Linked DNA regions of Mus musculus: region 1 is linked to region 2. A link is a contact called in public HiChIP or PLAC-seq data. All regions are on one chromosome and are shown on one strand. The core of a region is the stretch at or near the end of the contact, and the rest is flanking DNA. Distances in the headings are between cores, read along the strand shown.

Region 1 (5,223 bases), core at 1,644-4,143, 130 kb before region 2:
CCCAGTAAAAAAGGACAAGGAAACCCGAACTGTTTGGGAGCCTCCCTGCAGCTTAGGCTCTGGAGCAGCATCCGAGAGCCAAGAAATGGTCCTGCCAAAAAAGAGGAGGAAGGGACTGTGGGAGGCGACTACACCTCTCAAGTCAGGGGCTTAGACTAGATCCAGTGGAGACTAGACCTCATGGTGGCTTACAAGGCCAGTGGGGACTGCATTAGGGGTGGGAATTCTAGGAAGGAAAACAACATCTTCCTAGGAGTGTCCCCTAGCCAGATCCTGCCACATCGGCTAAACCCTTTAAGGGCCTGACTCCACCTAGAGGTGGCTGCTTTCTTCCAGTGGGATTGCAGGTGCAGGCTGCCATCCCAGGCCTCTTGGCTTCCTTTCCAATGTAGGTTTTGTTCTCAGTATCATTTCAGCCCTAAGAATGCTTTCTGTTCCAGCGTGTGCATGTGTGTGCCTGCAGGCACAGGCACTCCAGGAATCACGTCTCAGATGTTAAATTGTGGCCTCAGGTGTGCTTTACCCACTGAGCCATCTAACTGACCCCATTCTATTTTTGAACCTGTGTTTGTTTGTTTGTTTGTTTGGAGACAGGGTCTTTCTTTGTAGTCCTGGCTGGCCTAGAACTCACAGAGATCCTTCTACTTCTGCCTCCAAAGTGCTAGGATTAAAGATACGTGCCACCGGGCTGAAGAGATGGCTCAGCAGTTAAGAGCATTGTCTGTTCTTCCAGAGGTCCTGAGTTCAATTCCCAGCAACCACATGGTGGCTCATAACCATCTGTAATGGGATCTGATGCCTTCTTCTGGTGTCTCTGAATACAGCTACAGTGCACAATTAAAACAAGAGTCCCATGTAGCTCAGGCTGTCCTCAAATTTACCATGTAGCTGAGGCTAGCCTTGAACTCCTAATCTTCCTGCATTTAGCTCCTAAGTGCTGATATTGCATGCTTACACTCTGAGCAGGGGGCTTATAAAGGGGAAAGGCACAACTTTGGTACTTCTCATTGATGTAGCTGTGATGGCTGTTAGCAAGCATGACAGGATATGAACTTTTAGTAAGAATAAGGAGGCAGGTGGGTTTCTGAGTTTGAGGCCAGCCTGGTCTACAGAGTGAGTTCCAGGACAGCCAGGGCTATACAGAGAAACCCTGTCTGGGGAAAAAAAAAAAAAAAAAAAGGGAGCCAGGTGGTGGTGGCGCATACTTTTAACCCTAGCATTTGGGAGGCAGAGGCAGGTGGATCTCTGAGTTTGAAACCAGCCTGATCTACAGAGTGAATTCCAAGACAGCTAGAGATACATAGAGAAACCCTGTCTCGGAAAAACAAAAACAAAACAAAAACCAAAAAACAGGGCTGGTGAGATGGCTCAGCAAGTAAGAGTCTGAAGGTCCGGAGTTCAAATCCCAGCAACCACACAGTGACTCACAACCACCCGTAATGAGATCTGACGGCCTCTTCTGGGCAGGAGTGAGTGGGGTGGGCCGGAGAAAGCAGAGGTCCTAAATTCAATTCCCAACAACCACATGAAGGCTCACAACCATCTGTACAGCTACACTGTACTCATATACATAAAATAAGTAAATATTAAAAAAAAAACAAAGTAGAGGTGGAGACAGGTTTGTTTTTGCTTGATGGGAGCAGAAAGCCTTGTGGTTACAAAAGCAGGCCAGAGCAGGTTAGCAAAAATTCCTGTAAGTGCCTGAGGGTCAAGCTGACCTCAATGTCAGCCCAAGGTCAGGTCAGGATTTAGCAAAGATGTTTTTCTTGCTTCACTCTTATGGCCTCACAGGTGTTCTACATAGACTTACATGTAGGCAAAACAGCCATGCACATGAAGTAAATACACTAGTAATAATTTAAAACTTTGGTGGCCATCGTGGCACATATCTTTAACTCCAGCACTTAGTAGGCAGAAGTAGAGGCAGGCAGATCTCTGAGTTTAGGTCAGCCTGGTCTACATGGAGTATATGAGTACACTATAGCTGTACATATGGTTGTGAGCCTTCATGTGGTTGTTGGAAATTTAATTTTAGGACATCTGCTCGCTCTAGTCGGCCACCACTCACTCAGGCCCAAAGATTTATTTAATAAGTACATGGTCGCTGTCTTCAGACATACCAGAAGAGGGCCAGATCTCACTACAGGTGGTTGTGAGCCACCATTTGAACTCGGGACCTTCGGGAAAGCAGTCAGTGCTCTTACCCGCTGAGCCATCTCACCAGCTCCACAGTGAACCTTTATATTCTACTTTGTGACCTTAACCTTTGGGGCGGGATCTGCGCCATTCTGCATGATGCACACGCATGTTTAGTCATTTGAAGACTTCCCCACTGAGGCTGAGGACGGGAAGACAAGAAGGAAGTAAGACAGTGTATACACAGGGACACAATGATTTCCTAATGGCTAGCTTCAGGGTTTCACAAGTCACCCGAGCACCAGTAGTAGCCCCTAGAAGCCCACAGTTATAGCAGTCCTTCGCTAACCTAGGCCTTCTTGCCTTCCCTGTTCCTTTAAGACTAAAGGAGCCATCGGCTTGGCCCACCAGCTTCCCAGTCATCTTCAACCCCAACACGCCCTGGGAACACAACGCCTTTCAGAAGGCAGATAAATGGCCCTGGATTGGAACCGGGCGTGATTTAAGACGTGGGGGAAGCAGGTGGAGGTGAAAAAAATCTCGGGATCTACACATGGGCTGTCAAATGTCATGGCTCTTCATGGGACACGTGTTCAGAAAATCATGGAGTGGGCATGATTGGAGGGTAGAGCTACTTAGAGGGGAGTAGGAAAAGAAAACAGACAGGCTGAGGGGAGGAACCAAACTGGGAGCCTCACAAGAGGAGCGATGCACCGCCTCCGGCCCTAACCACGCCCACAGAGGGATCGGCGGTCACGTGGTGCCCAGTGGGTTGGCCTCCGGAGTGAAGATGGCGTCAGTGAGGAAGGCTTTCCCGCGGAGGCTGGTGGGCTTGACGTCCCTCCGGGCTGTAAGTGCTCCCCAGGCGGGTGACAGTCATGGGATCGGGCGGGCCTCCTCAGCTGCTGTGACAGGCGGAGGAGCGGGACCGCTCGAGGGACTGTTGCCGGGAGGATTTGAGAGTTCCGGACCCAGCCGGTCTGGCTCAGATCCATTGCAAGAAACGGGGAAACTGAGGCGGCGGGAAGAGAATCGACCCGCTGTGACTGTGGAGACCGGGGACACCATCCTGGGCGTCCTACCTCCCTTACGGTGACCCTGACTCCTTCCCCTATTTGAGCTTCGGATCTCTCCGGCCCTTCATTAGTGGAAAACAGTGTTCAGTGTGGGAAACACAAGCATCCCTGTCTGCCGCCTTACTCGGCCCTTGTTGCTTTTATGGACGCCTGGGGAGAACTTGGATCGCGTGGGCCGGACAGGGATTCCCTCAGAACTGTCCTTTGGGCATGTTTGGTCCTGGCATTCTGACCACGCGCAGTTATTTGAAGGAAGGGGGGGGGGGCAAAAAGAGCTGTGCTGGCTAAACCGCAAACTGGTGTCCGGGTGATCTGCCACTTTCTAGGCTGAGTGACAGAGGTGTGTACTCAGCTTGCTTATACGTAAAATGCAGAGTCTCAGGATGATTTAGTGAGTGACCAGTCAGTCGGTGGTGGTGCTTTGTGAGAGTTGGACTTAGGAGCGATCAGCGCCAGCGTCACTGCTACACCCTCAGCTCTGTGATGGCGCTGTTACGATTTTATGTTGGGGAGTTTAGGCATTGTATTAGCACTTGGAAAAACTACTTTCCTTGCAGCTCGTGGGTGCCTCTCAGAAAGCCCAGAAAGCCACTTCTGGCCGGGCATGGTGGCTCACGCCTTTAATCCCAGCACTCGGGAGGCAGAGGCAGGCGGATTTCTGAGTTCGAGGGGAGCCTGGTCTACAAAGCGAGTTCCAGGACAGCCAGGACTACACAGAGAAACCCTGTGTCGAAAGAAACAAAAACAAAAAAAAAACAAAAAAAAAAAAAAACAAAAACAAAAAAAATGGGAAAGAAAAAGAAAGCCACTTCTGCATCTTTAGTCTACCCACTTCCAATGATTGCTCAGGGATCAAATGAAAAGGCAAATATCAACGTGAAAAGTTAAGGAAATAAACCCGAGGGGGAGAGGGGGAGAGAATGAGAATTAAGTAACATGGTGGGTCATAATATCTATCTATCTATCTATCTATCTATCTAAGACAAAGTTTCTTTCTATATAACTTTGGTATTCACTACATAGACCAGGCTAGCTTCAAACTCAGAGCCTGCTATGACTCTGGGCTTACAGGCATGGACCACCATGCCCAGCTAGGGATAATTTTTACAAACTAGTGTGAGGAAATGATCCCTCATGAGTCTTATGGCACAAGATGGCACTTTTATTTCATTTGGTTTGGTTTGGTTGTTCCGTTTTTGGTTTGGTTTGGTTTTTAAAGGCAGGCTTACTCATCCTTGGCTGTCTGGACTCAATTAGTAGACCAGGCTGGCTTTGAACTCACAGAGATCTACTTGCCTCTGCCTCCCAAGTCCTGGGATTATTAAAGGGATTAAAGGCATGCACCACCAGGTGAGCTATCTGACTTGGGTCTGAGAACCCTACTCAGATCTTCTGTGGAGCCATCTCTTCGACCCTGGGCTTTTTAAAAATTTCTCACATATCTCAGGCTGACCTCAAGTTTGCTGTGTAGCAACTTGAAAGCAGCCATGAGCTTCTGATTCCCCCTGCTTCCATCTCCCAAGCGCTGGGCCTCAGGCCTCGGGCCGCGAGCCACCACACCTGGCTGGGTTGTTGTGTTTAGAGCTGTGTGCTGGAGGAAGTGGAACTAAGTTCACTGTGTTCCAGAAAAGGAAGTTGGAAGCAGGCTCTGCTTCAGTGTGTACTCACTGAGCCTCTGCTATGTCTCAGGGCCTTGGGAAGAGCAATGCACAGATCCAGTCCCTGACCTGTGACACTCGCGCCCCTCTGGGCGTTTTAGGTCTTTTTAGTCTGACAGTCTGTTGGAGGGAGACGTCGTTATATGGACCTTTCACTCAGCTTGACGACTTCTTGGGTTGTATTATTATTATTATTATTATTATTATTAATGTCATTATTAATTTTTAATTTTATGTGTATTGGTGTTTGCCTGCATGTCTGTCTGTCTGTGTGAGGGTGTTGGATCCTTGAGTTGGAATTCCAGACAACGGTGAGCTGCTATGTGGTTGCTGGAAATTGAACTCAGGTCCTC
Region 2 (5,485 bases), core at 2,431-4,930:
TAAGAGCATCAACTGCTTTTCTGAAGGTCCTGAATTCAAATCCCAGCAACCACATGGTGGCTCACAACCATTCCTAACAAGATCTGACTTCCTCTTCTGGAGTGTCTGAAGACAGCTGCAGTGTACTTACATATAATAAACAACAACAACAACAACAAAAACATCTTTGACCTTATGAAGCTGACATTCCACTGGCGTTGAATATACAAATGGGCTCAATGGAGATGGGAATGTGAGGATCACACTGCAGGGGAGGGGCCAGAGGGGTAGAGGTGGCAGGGGGAGCTATTTCATGTTCTGTGGCCAGGGAAACATGGATAACAATAAGCAGAAGTGAGTCCTGGAGGCCTGAGAATATTGCTTAGGTGTAGTGTGCATAGGAGACCTTGGGTTCAATTCTCAGCACTGGAAGAGAGAGAGAGAGAGAGAGAGAGAGAGAGAGAGAGAGAGAGAGAGAGAGAGGCGAGAAAAAGAGAGAGAGAGGGAGAGAGAGAGAGAGAAAAGGAGGTGATTCCCATAAGTAGATTAATGGGCAAGAGTGGAAGTGGTTCAGGGCTACCCAAGTGCAGAGGCCAAGCACTTGGGTGTTCACAGAAGTGCACAGGCGATGCTGAGGGCACAGGCGATGCTGAGGCGGGGAAGGGAAAGCATCAGGAGGTAAGATGCTCTGCCTCACAGCTAACCCAGGACCTCATAGGCTATGGAAAGGGGTGAGAGATGTTTCCATTGAGAATGGAGCATTTGAACAGAGGACCAAAGTGATTCAGCTGGTGGGGTGTTGTTGTTGTTGTTTGCTTGCTTGCTTTTTGTTTTTTGTTGGTTCCTAGTCTTCTTCAAACAGGGGCTTTCAGTGCTGCTTGCTCCTAAAGGAGCATCCTTCTTCTTCTTCTTTTTTTAAAATCTAGTTATTTATTATATGTAAGTACATTGTAGCTCTCTTCAGACACCCCAGAAGAGGGCCTCAGATCTCATTATGAATGGTTGTGAGCCACCATGTGGTTGCTGGGATTTGAACTCAGGACCTTCGGAAAAGCAGTCAGTGCTCCTACCAGCTGAGCCATCTCTCCAGCCCAGGAGCATCCTTCTGTCAGCCTTGCTTTTTCACCTGTAGGCTGACAGAGGCCAGTGGAGCAGCCAACACACAAGACTATCGTTTGTGCATGGCTAAAGACCGTGGTGATTTTATAGCATCCTGGGCACTTCACAGCCATAAAGTAGGAATTGGGACTCTGCACCAGGTGTTTTTTCTTGTGTTTCCTCTTCTCCTCTTCTGATGAGGGATGAAAGAGATCCTTTTCGAGAGGCAGGTTATAGAAGGGAGGTGGTCACCGCCAGAAAAGGTTTTTAAAAAGGTTTATTTATTTTATGTATGTGAGTACACTGTTGATGTCTTCAGACACACCAGAAGAGGGCATCGGATCCCATTATAGATGGTTGTGAGCCATCTATATGTGGTTGCAGGGAATTGAACTTAGGACCTCTGGAAGAGCAGTCAGTGCTCTATAACCCCTGAGCCATCTCTACAGCCATTAAAAAGCACACTTGATACATGGAGAAGAAATACAGAGAGGGGGTGGTCAAAATGGCAGGCAACAGTGACACCTCTGTCTTGGGTAGTGGATGAGAAGTTAGATGGGAAGGAAGCTGAGCTCGTGATACCTGGGGTAGATCAGATGTGAAGTTTGGGAGGAGTCCTGGCCACCTGAGATGTGCCTTTATTTTCCCTGGAATTTAAGGAAAAAAAAACAAAAACAAAAACAAAAAACCCTGGTGCAGGGAACCAATTTAGGGGAGAGAGGGCTTATTTCAGCTCACATTTCAAAGGCACAACCCTTCTTGGCAGGGAGTCGCCACAAGCTAGAGCTTGAAGCAGCTCATTACCTCCGATCCACTAGAAACAGATGGATGATCAGTTATGCTCAGCTCATTGTCTCCTCTGTATACCCAACATCCAAAGCAAGGAATGGTGCTGCCCACAGTGGGCAGGTCTTCCCACCTGTTGGGTAACAGATGCTCTTTAAACAGGAAGGTAAACATCCCCAAATAGCTTCAGGAAGTCCCTAAAATTGACCAGATGCACTAGGCCCTTCCCTGCCAGAGGAAGCTGTACTAAGTTGACAGTCCTGATCTCACAGAAGGAAGCTGAGCTGCTGTGGGTTTGTGTTGGACGTGGGAGTGGAGATGCCTGAGGCATTGTCTGAGCTGAGATGCAGACCCCTGGTCATCTGCAGGTAGGACCTACCCAGAGCCTCAGGAGTCTGCAAAACCTTGGAACTTAAGCCGATGCTGCTGGGAGTGTGGGAACTTAGACTGGCTGGGGAATTATGACGGGTCATCCTGGAGCATCTGACTCCATGACATTGTAGCTGTCTTTGAAGTACAGGTGTCTTTCTGTATGTTTGTTCAATTATATGACACTGAGGTAGCCCATTGTATTACATCTTACACTGCAAAGTGACCACCATCATCTTCTGGCTCCAGGTCAGGGATTAATTAATTAATTAATTAATTTTCTGGACTAAGATGCTATATCTCTTATCACTTGGCCGAAAGGATCGGGCAAGAAGACAGGGAGAGAGAGAGTAGAGTAACCCAGGCCCAGGAAGGAAAGCTGGGTCTAGAGAATGCTTGAATGAGACTGGGCAGACCCTCAGAACACCAGTCATTAAACAGGCCTGAGAGGTGTGAGTTGGGTTCTCCTCCAGTGAGCCTCCACCAGGAGCATCATCTTCAGCACCTCATTCCACACCTGGAACCTTCCCCACCCCACCCCCATCGGTCACCCCCACAGGCCAAGCTGTGACCCCTGTATCCTCTCATCAGCTGTCAGGCGCTTTTCTTACTTTATTTGTACTTATTTAGTTTGATGTTTTGAGACAGGGTCTCTGGGCTGACCTTGAACTCATGGCAATCCTCCTGCCTCAGCCTTTGAAGTGATAGGATTATGGTAAAGAGCCACCATACTCTTTGGTTTTTTGTTTTTATCTGAGAGATGTCCTTGTAGCTCAATCTGGCCTCAAACTTGTGATTCCCCTGCCTCAGCCTTCAGAAGGACAGGTGTGCACCACCACGGCTTCTATTACTCTCCATTTACAGGTAGGAAGATATCCCTGGAGCGGGTAAGAAGGAACTTGGGACCCGCTTCTTCCACATCCCCTTGTCGTCCCCGCCCCCCCCCCCCCCGCTGTTACACAGTCTTGACTGGAAGGCTCTCATTGCCTCGCTAACCCTCAGCTACAAAGCAGAAGGGGGCTCCCCTTGCAACCCAAAAGCAGTAAATTTAATACCAATAAAGGGAAGTTTGGCTTTGCAGAGAGTGGGCACCGGCTAAAAATACTGGTGGCTTCTCGAAGCACTGAGATGAATTCGTAGAGAGTTGACCTTCACACGCAGCTGGACAGAAATAAGATCATGACAGCCTGGTGTCTCAAGCCACCCACTGCACCCCGTCTCTTTCCAGGTCTCAGTCCTCCCCTCCCCCATCACTCAATGGCCCTGGCCATGCTGATCTCTCTGAAGTTCCTTGGAATGCCAAGCCGTTCCTGCCTCAGGGCCTTTGCCCGTGTTCTGCCATCTCTGTTGTCTCTGCCAGGGTGCTTTCTTCTCAGCCCTTTGCACAAGGCTTCCCCACACCCTCGGTGGTGCCTCAGCTGAAATGTTTCACCTCCCCAGAGCCTTTCCCAGTGTGACCACCCAGGTGACTCAGTCCCTGGTCATCTGTCTCATGGCCCTTATTCTGCTTGGCCCTCATCACTAGCCACAGGCTCTTATCTGTTTGTTTTGTGTTTGTGTCCTTCTGTGGGACGGAAAGCCCTGGGTGCCCAGGGGCCTGTCTGTCCTCTGCTGCTAGCATGATGCTCAATGGATGTTAGTTATCCAGCGCCTGCTGCATGGTGACTCCTGGGAAGTCTCTCATATGTCACTCCCTCAGTCCTCAGACAGCAGCTGTGAGGGACTTCTGCCTCACTGGCTCTATAGATAAAGAAGTCTAGGTATAGATGAGACAGGATTGGCCTTCGGACACAGCCAGTGAGGTTGGGGAATAGACCAAGACCTAGGGAAAAGGGCTGTGTCTCCTCTCCCAGTAGTCACTCTGTCCCTCTGGAAGATGGACTGAGAAGGTGTTCCCCAGACACAGAGGGATAGATGACTTCATGACATTAGGCGTGCTGGATTTGGAACTGGGGCTTCAGAACCTAACTCCAACCAAACCCAAAACACCTGAGTGCCGGGCGCACCTAAAATCCCAGCACTCAGGAAGGGAGGCAAGAAGATGAAGCCTTCCAGCCCAACCTGGGCTACATGGTGTAACCTGTCTCAAAAAGCAAAGGCCAGAGGCGGGAGTGGGAGGCTCAGTGGCAAAAGTGTGTGTGTGTGTGTGTGTGTGTGTGTGTGTGTGTGTGTGGTGTGCTGCACTTGCAGAAGACCCGAGTTCGGTTGCCATGGGTACATGCTGGGTGACTCACGACTGTCTGGACCTGACATCTTCTGACCCTATGTACCTGTGCACACATGTACCTACCCACTCCCACAGGCAAGCATACATTGTTAAAAAATAAAACAAGGGGCTGGAGAGATGGCTCAGAGGTTAGCACTGACTGCTTTTCCGAAGTTCCTGAGTTCAATTCCCAGCAACCACATGGTGGCTCACAACCATCAGTAATGAGAATCTGACTCCCTCATCTGGAGTGTCTGAAGACAGCTACAGTGTACTTACAATAATAAATAAATACATCTTTTAAAAAAATAAAATAAAACAAACCGTCGGGCAGTGATGTCAAATACCTTTAATCCCAGCACTTGGGAGGCAGAGACAGGTGGATTTCTGAGTTCGAGGCCAGCCTGGTCTACAGAGTGAGTTCCAGGGCAGCCAGGGCTACATGGAAAAACCCTGTCTCGAAAAACAAAACAAACAAAAACAAAAAACCAAATTAAATTAAATTTTTTAAAAAATAAATCTTTTTGTAAATGCAAAAATGAAACAAAGTAACAGCAAAAATCAAGAAGAAACAAAGCTACAACAACAACAAATCTCAAATCCAAAATTCTCTCACACACACACATACACACACACACACACACACACACACACAACCCCCACCCCCATACACAGGCACACAGAACTAGGCAGAATGTTTCAATGAACAATTCACAAAAAAGAAACCCAGTTGAAAAGTAAACAAAGTGTCAACTGAAGAGGGTGAGGATGGGAACGATGTTGGAAGTGGTAGCTATGGCTGCATGCATGCACAGCACTCGGGAAGTTAGAAGGGGGTAAAATTACTGTGAGTCAGAAGATAGCTTGTGCTACAGAGGGGGATCCTGCCTTAAAAGACAGATAGCAAGAAAGACAGACAGACCAGTCAGTCTGGCCAAGTATGGCAGCTCCTGCCTAAAGTTCAGGCTGAAACATAAATTCAAGGCATTGAGAGATACATAGTAAGGCCAGGGCTAACCTGGGAACTAGCTAGTAAGACCCTGTGTG

The links. HiChIP or PLAC-seq counts read pairs in DNA pulled down with a chosen protein or histone mark.
Region 1: an HNF4G HiChIP or PLAC-seq map of pancreatic cancer cells shows a contact between it and region 2. The contact joins the promoter of Hmgcl here to the enhancer-like site in region 2. A contact is called at or near these places in 3 of 484 Hi-C or Micro-C datasets (CD4 T cells, double positive thymocytes and regulatory T cells), 7 of 115 datasets of contacts at active chromatin or transcription factors (the 230-238 cell line, bone marrow-derived macrophages, embryonic stem cells and 3 more) and 3 of 9 other capture datasets (adipose tissue, liver and pancreatic islet).

Annotation. Positions count from the first base shown.
Region 1 is chr4:135,943,555-135,948,777 of GRCm38.p6, forward strand. Hmgcl (3-hydroxy-3-methylglutaryl-Coenzyme A lyase) reads left to right here and starts at 2,894. Exons shown (of 9, transcript NM_008254.3): 1 at 2,894-2,986. The coding sequence starts at 2,927.
Region 2 is chr4:136,073,666-136,079,150 of GRCm38.p6, forward strand. No RefSeq gene overlaps it. Among named protein-coding and RNA genes, the nearest start is that of Rpl11, 23 kb to the left of the region's middle. Within about 2 kb of position 3,681, at least 16 of the 459 cell types and tissues checked have an H3K27ac peak or open chromatin away from gene starts, as enhancers often do. A contact at or near this core is called in pancreatic cancer cells, where this site is marked.